3 separate regions of the Hordeum vulgare genome follow, and all the other regions are linked to region 3. The links are chromatin contacts, called in public Hi-C maps. All regions are on one chromosome and are shown on one strand. The core of a region is the stretch at or near the end of the contact, and the rest is flanking DNA. Distances in the headings are between cores, read along the strand shown. Region 1 holds the start of LOC123427882 (transcription factor PCF6-like). Region 2 holds the start of LOC123426518 (SWI/SNF complex component SNF12 homolog). Region 3 holds the start of LOC123426519 (exocyst complex component EXO70B1-like).

Evidence for each region. A called contact is a pair of places that touch in the nucleus more often than the background predicts.
Region 1: a Hi-C map of leaf shows a contact between it and region 3, with 4 times the contacts expected there. The contact joins the promoter of LOC123427882 here to the promoter of LOC123426519 in region 3. A contact is called at or near these places in 2 of 6 Hi-C or Micro-C datasets (leaf and seedling) and 1 of 1 datasets of contacts at active chromatin or transcription factors (embryo).
Region 2: a contact with region 3 is called in a Hi-C map of leaf, with 5 times the contacts expected there. The contact joins the promoter of LOC123426518 here to the promoter of LOC123426519 in region 3. A contact is called at or near these places in 3 of 6 Hi-C or Micro-C datasets (leaf and seedling) and 1 of 1 datasets of contacts at active chromatin or transcription factors (embryo).

What each region holds. Positions count from the first base shown.
Region 1 is chr2H:428,198,431-428,201,445 of MorexV3_pseudomolecules_assembly, forward strand. LOC123427882 (transcription factor PCF6-like) reads right to left here and starts at 1,253. Exons shown (of 1, transcript XM_045112021.1): 1 at 15-1,253. The coding sequence starts at 1,253. The coding sequence ends at 573.
Region 2 is chr2H:427,823,781-427,827,003 of MorexV3_pseudomolecules_assembly, forward strand. It overlaps LOC123426518 (SWI/SNF complex component SNF12 homolog), which reads left to right and starts at 1,632. Exons shown (of 2, transcript XM_045110358.1): 1 at 1,632-3,223. The coding sequence starts at 1,758.
Region 3 is chr2H:428,050,431-428,053,505 of MorexV3_pseudomolecules_assembly, forward strand. LOC123426519 (exocyst complex component EXO70B1-like) reads left to right here and starts at 1,468. Exons shown (of 1, transcript XM_045110359.1): 1 at 1,468-3,075. The coding sequence starts at 1,785.

The DNA of each region.
Region 1 (3,015 bases), core at 3-2,502, 150 kb after region 3:
TTGAGAGAAAAAAATAGCAGCCTCCTGCAAATGGCCTTTGGTCTATTATAATGAACATCTTATAATACAAATGCACAGAAACCAAAATCCTTTATATACACTACAACTGCAGTAAAATAATTATACATAGTAAACTTTAAAATATGATGCCTATACATCATTGCATCAATACTTAAAATTCAGTATTAGAAAAGACAGGGCGCCGCACGCTATCGATTATCTAGTATGGATGGTTATTCTGCGGCGTCCAGCGGCGTCCAACGGACAGGCAATGTCGGAATAAGGTGCGCCGTGATTCCTGCTGCGGCAGGTTGCTCCCGCGGTGCAATCGGAGAACGTTGTCCACGCCGACATCAGAAAGGTTGCTGCCGCCGACGTCGGTGGCGGTGGCCTGAAGAAGAAGCCGGAATTCCGTCGCCTGGACAGGCTCTGCGTGACAGGCCGTGATTCGGAGAACAGACTGGACCACGCGCCGCTGGCGAAGACGGCCGGTTTCGCGTGTGCAGGGATTTTAAATGGCATCATCAGGTCGCCGTCCTGGACGGCCATGGCCACCATGGAGCCGGCGGATGTCATCTTCGGTGACGGCGACCAGATTGATCCGGCCATCGAGGGATACCACCAGGTATCTGCGCCGGGAAGCGGTGAAATCTGCGCCGGTGATCAAGAAGCCGATCCGAGCTCCTGTCCAGATTATTTCGCTGCCAGGACTGCCTGTGCTGAGCCGCGGGGGCAATGGCCGCGCCGGCCGTCCCCGCCCCGGTGAGCAGCTCGGTGAAGGACCCGGCCTGCGTGGAGGGGTTGCTGGCGACGGTGACCTCCTTGTCCCGGGAGGAGCCGCCGCCGACGCGGCAGTCGGAGCGCGAGAGCGAGAGGTCGGACCCCTTGCTGGTCTCCGACGTGCTGCTGCACAGGGACCTGCTGCCCTGCTGCTGGTGCTGCTTGCCGGCGCGGGGCGCGGCCTGGTGGTCGGCCGGGTCGAGGGAGGGGGGCTCGTCGATGGCGGGGGAGGCGGCGTTGATGAGCCACTCGATGGCCTTGCTGGGGTGGTCGAAGCCGAGGCGGTCCTGCAGGTCGTAGAACTGGATGGCCGTGGGCACCGAGAGCCGCACCCGCCGGTCGCGGATGCCCTTGGACGTGTACACCTTGCTGTGCCGGTCCTTGCCCCCCGACGCCCTCACGCGGCAGATCCGCGACGCCGACGCCTGCAGCAGAGTCCCTGCTGCTGCAGACCACCATGGCGCCAGCGGATGTCAGCTTCGATGAAGGCGACCAGACTGATCCGGGCCGGGAAGCGGTGAAATCTGCGCCGGTGATCAAGAAACCGATCCGAACTCCTCTCCAGATTCTTCTGCTGAGCTGGCACCTTCGTCACCCACCAAGGCGAACTCCTCTCCAGATCCGAACTCGTCCGTATCCATCCACGATGCCGTGAACCACGAACACATCCTGACCAATCAGATGGCAAGCGACAGCGACAAGGATTCCCCGACTTCTCCGAATCCGTCTGTGGAAAGGAGCCCACCATCGCACATATATAAAGCCTTGCGATGCCTCCTTGCCTCCCATGGAGCCATCGTTCGCCACTGCCGTGGCTGATATCGACCTACATAGTCTCGGAGAGAGGATGGCCACGGAGATGGATGAGCAGGCCATAAGATCGGAGGTGATGAGGCAATTCCACGCTCATCGACACCAAGAACATAGGCCGCGGCGGCCGCTCGTGCACCGGAGAGCCGCGGCAAATGCGGCGCCCGTGAAATTCTCCCTCCGCCTCTCCAACGAGGAGGCAATGGAGGACGTGGCGGCGGTCTCCGTCCCCAAGGATGTCAAACCAGAGACGAGGGCGCCGGCGAGGCACCGCAACAGAAAGCGGCGTCGAGGAGGCCGATGGCACCAATTGCAAATTGCCGACGAAGTAAGAGAGCCGTCGGCTGCTGGTGGAAGTGACGAGACGTGCTTGCCAACCTCTGAATCATCGATCGTTTGGTCAGACTATGTGACATCGAATGCTTCCAGTCACATTCACAAGCTCTGATCGATCGATGCATAGGTTCAGGGGTTCCATCTTCTCTTGTACCAACAAATGTGAATTTTCCTGCACATGCATGTGGTTCGCGGCTATGTGTTGTTCAATATGTTGAAAAGATTTTTTTTTTTTGTTGTTGACAATTTGAATAGATTTTTCTTAATTTGATTCCTTTGTAATATATAGAAGAAATCGTTATATTAGAGTAAAGCCTCGCCTAAAAGAACGTGATGTTTTTGCACCGAGCTCAAATGAGCTTAGGTGAATAATAAATTCAAAAAATATTGTAGAAATGATAAAAAAATCTGAATTTATTTTTGGGCAAACTTTGACAAATGTTCCAAGTGCTCATAGAATTTCATCATGAAATCACATTTTTGAAAGTTGTGGCAAACAAAACAAAATCGAAACAATGAAAATGCTACTTTCAAAAGCTTTTTGGGGCACTAATTTTGTTTTTTGCCACGACTTCAAAAAAAGTGATTTCATACTAAAATTTTACAAGATATTAAAACATTTGTCAAAGTTTGCTGTAAAAACAATTCAGATTTTTTAAACACTAGTGGTAAACCCGTGCTGTGGTAGCTATTATTAAAAATTCTAGATATGGCCACTGTCATATTTGAAAGATCGTACTTTGAACTTATCCTTATCGACCTACTTTGCTTTCATATTTTACTTTTATTCTTAAGTACTTATATTAGCTATCTCAATACGATCAGTAACGAATCTAAAAGATATTATGCATGAATTTCAATAGAACATGTGTAAATTTGATTTACTTATAAGCTAAACGTGGGAAGCACAAAACACACTTGTTAAGTTATTTAGATACAAATCATTGCAGTTCTGACACATATTGCCTCCCTCCTTTCTTAATCCCCCTCCAGTTGTATCATGTAAACCATCCGAAGGTAACAGATTAAATATTCTATTGTGTTGAGATCTTTAGTAACATAACATATGACATTCCAATCATGTGTTTT
Region 2 (3,223 bases), core at 382-2,881, 230 kb before region 3:
CCAACTTATGTCGGACATTTGTGGAGCAATCGAGATCACAATGAAGTTAAACCACTAGGGAGCTAGACCATCATGATTGGTGAGCAAAGATAAAACACCAAGTTTTAGAGGGCAAAATACCATATTGTTTCAATCTCAGTCCCCTCGAATAATTTCTTCAAAAAATGACTGAAGGCTCGGGGTTGTGGCCTGTGCTGCCTTGCACATAACTCCATCACCGGGTTGAACCAATTGTTTTGCATCAGATAGTGTTGCCACTCCACCGAGCTTTCTGCGCTTAACCAAGATTTGAGTCCCTCTCTTCATGAGATTTGCACTCTTAGTAAATCAAATCTATGGTCATTAGAGTGGTTGGTTGCTCTAAACTTTAATACCCGAAAGTAGTGTCATATTTGATATAAGTGTATTATAAAAGAATGTGTACTAACTAAGATGGACAAAATAAGTTAAAATCCAAGAGTAGAGCGAGGCAATACTTAGCATTGTGAAAGAAGTGTTTCCTTCTTGGCTATTTTCCATTTAAGGATAAAACATTTTGTAATTAAAAGTAAGCTAAGCAAGGTTATCCAAGTCTAAAATCTAGAATTGAAACGCCTAGACTAGAGATTCAACATCGAGGGCATGAAATATCCATGAACAAATAGGAAGTACCAAGTAAGACACCACTCAACCTAACCCATTCATCTAATAACAATATTAAAAGTTATAATAAAGGCATTCATAAAAAAACACGAGTTCATCATAGTATATGTCTTTCCCTATTCATATGAGGTTTTAAGGTTCAAATTAATAATGCAAGTTCCACAAGAAAACCAACATTATGCTCTAAAGCTTCTCCCAATGGTCGACCTTGTACATGTGCTAAGATTGGCTAAAAACCTGATGTGACAAGCTAACTAAGAGGAGAGAGAGATGAGTGTGGTAACCTCAGCAAAAAACAATGCCAAACGCATGAACCTAGACAAAACACTTAAATGAAAGAAACCCAACAATACATGAAAGGCTTTAGTTGCTAAATCATTAAATGGAGGATGTTTAACAACAACAAGTTACACACCTATGCATTGGGGGCTTTAGTTGCTAAGTCCTTTAATGTGCTTATCACGTTATCTTACCACCGATGCATTGGAAGTATCCTAAGGCGTGAAAGGGGTGAGATTATTGCCATTGGATAATGCAAGATGCGAGAGGGGACACACTAATGCATGTGAAAGAAATCATCATCAATGTTGATGCGCCATGATGGATGGAACACATTCCCCATGCGAGCCCAAGGATATGAAACATGCAAATAACCTATATCATATGCATACCCTTTTAGCATGTTTGCGGTCAAAATGGAACACGTTATAAGTCGAGGGACTCAGTTACAACTCCTTGATAAGTTTGATGGCTATAAATACATTTCATGCTACTCCATCTGATCAAAATTAACTGTCGCTTCTTTTATAGTATACTAAAGCAACAACTATTCACGTCGATTGGAGGGAGTACTATTTTTTAATAGATATGCTACTATTTTGTTGTTGTTGTTGAGAAAATGCTATGTATTGGATTTGGTAGGCCCAACCAAACGAACCCTTAAAACAAGGTTAAAGCCTGCACAGATCAGTCCAGCCCATGAACAAGGCCCAAATATTAGTCCCACTGGAAACCTTGTCAGTCGTCTCGTCTCCAGCTTCTTCCTCTCCAAACCCTAGCTCCCAAATCGCCTTCCCACCGAGATCTGATCTTGACTTCCCCGCCCCACCGCCGTCATGGCCACCGGCGGCAACCCCAACCCCACCCCCGGTCAGCCACGCCCGCAGCAGCCGCCGCCGGGAAGCTCTCCAGCGACCCCGCACACCCACATGCGCCCCCCCACTCTCGGCGGTTCCCCCTTCCAGGGTCTTTTCCACACCCCGCCTAGCCACAATCCTGCTTTTCAGATTCACATGGGCGCATCCTCCTCCCCCCAGACCCCACTAATGGCCGCGGCTGCCGCGGCCGCGGCCTCTGCCGCCGCATCGGCTAAGCGCCCTCCTCAGAAGCCCCCTTCGCGTCCGCCGGCACCCACATCCAACGCCGCCGCAGCGTCCATGGCCGCCGCTTATAAGGCTGCTAACTCCGGCAGCGTCGACCTCACCCCTGCTGCTCGCCGCAACAAGAAGCGCAAACTCCCGGAGAAGCAGCTCCCGGACCGCGTCGCCGCGCTGTTACCGGAGTCCGCGCTCTACACGCAGCTCCTCGAGTTCGAGGCCCGCGTAGACGCAGCGCTCGCGCGCAAGAAGGTGGACATTCAGGAGGCGCTCAAGACACCACCGTCCCTCCAGCGCACGCTCCGCATCTACGTCTTCAACACCTTCGCCAACCAGGCGCCCCGCACCATCCCGCCGCCCAAGAATGGCGATCCGCCCACCTGGTCGCTCAAGATCATTGGCCGTGTGCTTGAAGACGGTGCGGAGCTGGACCCAGCCAGTGTCGTACCGAAGCACAACCCAGTGTATCCGAAATTCTCCTCGTTCTTTAAGAGGGTGACTATTGCTCTTGACTCCTCACTCTATCCAGAGAACCCACTGATCGTTTGGGAGAATGCACGGTCTGCTGCGCCTCAGGAAGGGTTTGAGGTGAAGAGGAAAGGGGATAAGGAGTTTCTTGCCAATATCCGTCTGGAGATGAATTATAATCCGGAGAAGTTCAAGCTGTCACAGCCACTGATGGAGGTGCTTGGGGTTGAGGTGGACACTCGCGCAAGGGTGATCGCAGCCCTTTGGCAGTACATCAAGGCAAAGAAGCTACAGAATCCAAGTGACCCTTCGTACTTTATGTGTGACCCCCAACTGAAGAAGGTATTTGGGGAGGATAAAATGAGGTTTGCTATGCTGTCGCAGAAGATATCGCAACATCTTGCTCCTCCACCGCCCATCAACTTGGAACATAAGATCAAGCTATCAGGGAATGGAGCAAACTCAAGTGCCTGTTATGATGTATTGGTAGATGTTCCTTTCCCACTGCAGAAGGAGATGACAGCATTTCTTGCCAATACTGAGAAGCACAAGGACATTGAGGCATGTGATGAGGTGATATCTGCTTCAATCAAGAAGATCCACGAGCATCGTAGGAGGAGGGCGTTCTTCCTTGGGTTCAGCCAGTCCCCAGTGGAGTTCATTAATGCGTTGATAGCATCCCAGAGTAAAGATTTGAAGCTTGTTGCTGGTGAAGCGAGTAGGAATATTGAAAGGGA
Region 3 (3,075 bases), core at 218-2,717:
TCTTCCTAAAATATTGGGAGGATATTTTATAAGTTATAAAGAGAAATCATCATATGAATTTCCCTCGATTTAAATGGATCAAAGATCAATACCATAAATTTATTTGAGTTGCAAAAGTTTAATGACATGATGACATAATGACATGATGAATGCTATAAATAAATAAATCATACGTCGACAACGAAATAAAGATGAAATCTTCTGAAACGTCTGTTCCGAGCTGTTACACAAAAGGTGAAATGTATCAATGACTTGTTATTATACATGAGATACTACTGTCAGTAGCATAGTTTGAGAAACTGTCGGCTTGTCACCACGGATGCGTGCATTTTGTTGTTGTTGCGAATAATCAGTTGTTAACATTATACAGATGACATTACATAGTGTCATCCCGGGCATAGATGAGATTTCTCGACGTTCCTTTTACTATACTACTCCCTCTGTCTCATAATATATTAGTTTTTTTAACACTGTTGTAGTGTCAAAACACTAGTATATCAAAAACGCTTTTATATTATATTACGAAAGTAGTGATAGTGATCTAAATGCTTTTATATTAGTTTACAGAGGAAGTACTATGTACTGTTGGCAAGTGCAAGATCTGAAACGAAATCCACTAACGAAAACCAGTCTCTGTAGCTAGAAGAAATGCTTGAGCGTGTAGCAGAGGTGTGACGCCAGCTCATCGAATAATTGAGTGATGCCGTATTCTTATCCAATGACACGAGCGTAGCCTTTTGGTTTGCAGTGCGTGAAGCGTCCCGCCGAAAGCCCGAGGGGTAATCATGGTAGGACAGGCAACCCATGACACGATCGTTACACACACACACACACACACGGATAAACCTGCTTGCTTCAAGCATTCATAGTGACAGTGAGTCGTACATATGCATACGATAGTTCCACAATGTTTGGAGAGACGTTTTTGAACATCCATGCTAAGCGATGCCATTTTACCCTGAGTGACGCGAATGTCATGTTTCCCAAGACTTATCCTAAGCTTTTTACAAGAAGATTTCAGGAAGCCGTACGTGTGTGATCAAAGTTTTCGATGGATATTTTTGTAGAGACTCTGCAGTTCCCTTGAGAGCATGGAAATGGTGATGACGACGGGGATCTAATACGAGGAGGAGAGCCGTCGAGATCTATGTACGCAACAAAAGATGACAGCGACCACTAAGAAGATATACTCCTACATAATCGTGCAGTGCATTGCAGTTCCAACGGGGGTTAGATTTCGACAGATGCGAGGCCAAGCCAAACCGATGTGTAATGGTGGTGAATTGCGCGGTTTCTTGTTAGGAGAGGAGAGAAGAAAAACATGTCATGATCAAGCTCAGATGCTACTTGTGGCAATAGTAAGAGCGAAAGATGAAACACGTGAGTGGTGCGATGCGAGGAAGAGAAAGAGGTGGGGATGGGGTCGTCAAGTTGGACTTTTAGATTCAGAGGTGGGAGATGCTACAAAGTACAAAGATGAGCTGCGCACCGTGAATCGCCAGCCAGCCAGCGTCGCCACCAAACGGCAAACGGGCCGGCAAAGTGGTGCCATTTGCTTCCCTCCTCCCGCGTCTCCTCTCCCTCTCCTCTATCCGTCCGCCCCTTCGCTGGCACCGGCACAGATATCTGTATCCCCTTTACTAGTACTTCCACTGGCAGGAGTAGGAGCGCTCTGTTTACCGCGGCCATCAGCCTCCTAGCCGTGACGTAACTGTATCAGCCTCCCGAGTATCGTGTCAGCAGGCCGCCGCCGGGCCGGATCAAACCCTAGCGGGCCGCCGGCGATGTCGGCGATGTCGGCGCCCCCGCCGCCGCCGGAGGAGGAGGAGGAGGAGGCCGTGCCCTTGGCGGGCGTCGGTGCCGTCGCCGTCGCTGGCAACGACAGGGTCCTCGCCGCGGCGCACCACATCGTCAAGTCGCTCGCCACCTCCAAGAACGCCGCCGACGACATGATCCGCATCCTCTCGGGCTTCGACTACCGCTTCTCCACCATCACCTCCGACCACTTCCCCTCGCCCTCGCCCTCGCCCTCCAACTCCCACTCCCACTCCGACCCCTCGGAGGCCCCCTCCCTGTCGGATTTCGACGACGCCGCGCAGCTCATCCACCTGTGGGACACCACCCCGGAGGCGCTCGTCTTCGAGGCCCCCGAGGACGACGCCGCGCACTATCTCGCGGCGGTCGACGTCGCCGTCGACCACCTCGCCGCCGGGGGGCCCGCCGCCGCCTCGGGCCGCGCGGGCGTCGCCGTGCAGCTCGCCATGGCGCGCCTCGAGGACGAGCTCCGCCACCTCATGCTCCGCCACGCCGTGCCGCTCGACGCCAGCGGCCTCTACTGCTCGCTCCGCCGCCTCTCGCTCGAGTCCATGGACGACCTCGACACCTCCTCCGAGTTCGATCCCGCCACCCCGCACAGCCAGGAGGGCGCGCCAGATACCGCCCGCAGCGCCAGTCTCGTGGGGAACCCCTTCGACGACCAGCTGTTCGACCTGGTGCGGCCTGACGCTGTTGATGAGCTGCGCGCCATTGCTGAGCGGATGGGGCGCGCTGGCTATGCAAGTGAGCTCGTGCAGGTTTACTGCGGCATCCGACGGGACCTGCTTGATGAATGCCTCACAGTTCTGGGCGTCGAGCGGCTCAGCATCGACGAGGTTCAGCGTGTGGAGTGGAAGCAGCTGAATGACAAGATGAAGAAATGGGTGCATGGCGTCAAGACTGTTGTCCGTTCCCTTCTGACAGGCGAGCGCCGGCTCTGCGATCAGGTGCTTGCAGTGTCCGATGAGCTGCGGGACGAGTGCTTTGTTGAATCCACCAAGGTTTGCATAATGCAGATTCTTAACTTTGGGGATGCTGTGGCTGTGTGCCCTCGTTCTCCTGAGAAGGTGTCCCGGATTCTTGATATGTATGAGGCACTTGCTGAGGTGATTCCTGAGCTCAAGGAACTGTACTATGGGACTCCTGGGGATGATGTGATCTGTGATTTGGAGGGGGTCCTTGGCAGGCTTGGGGATGCAGTCAAGGGTAACCTTCTTGAGTTTGGGAAAGTTCTACAGCAGGAGTCGTCAAGGAGGCCTA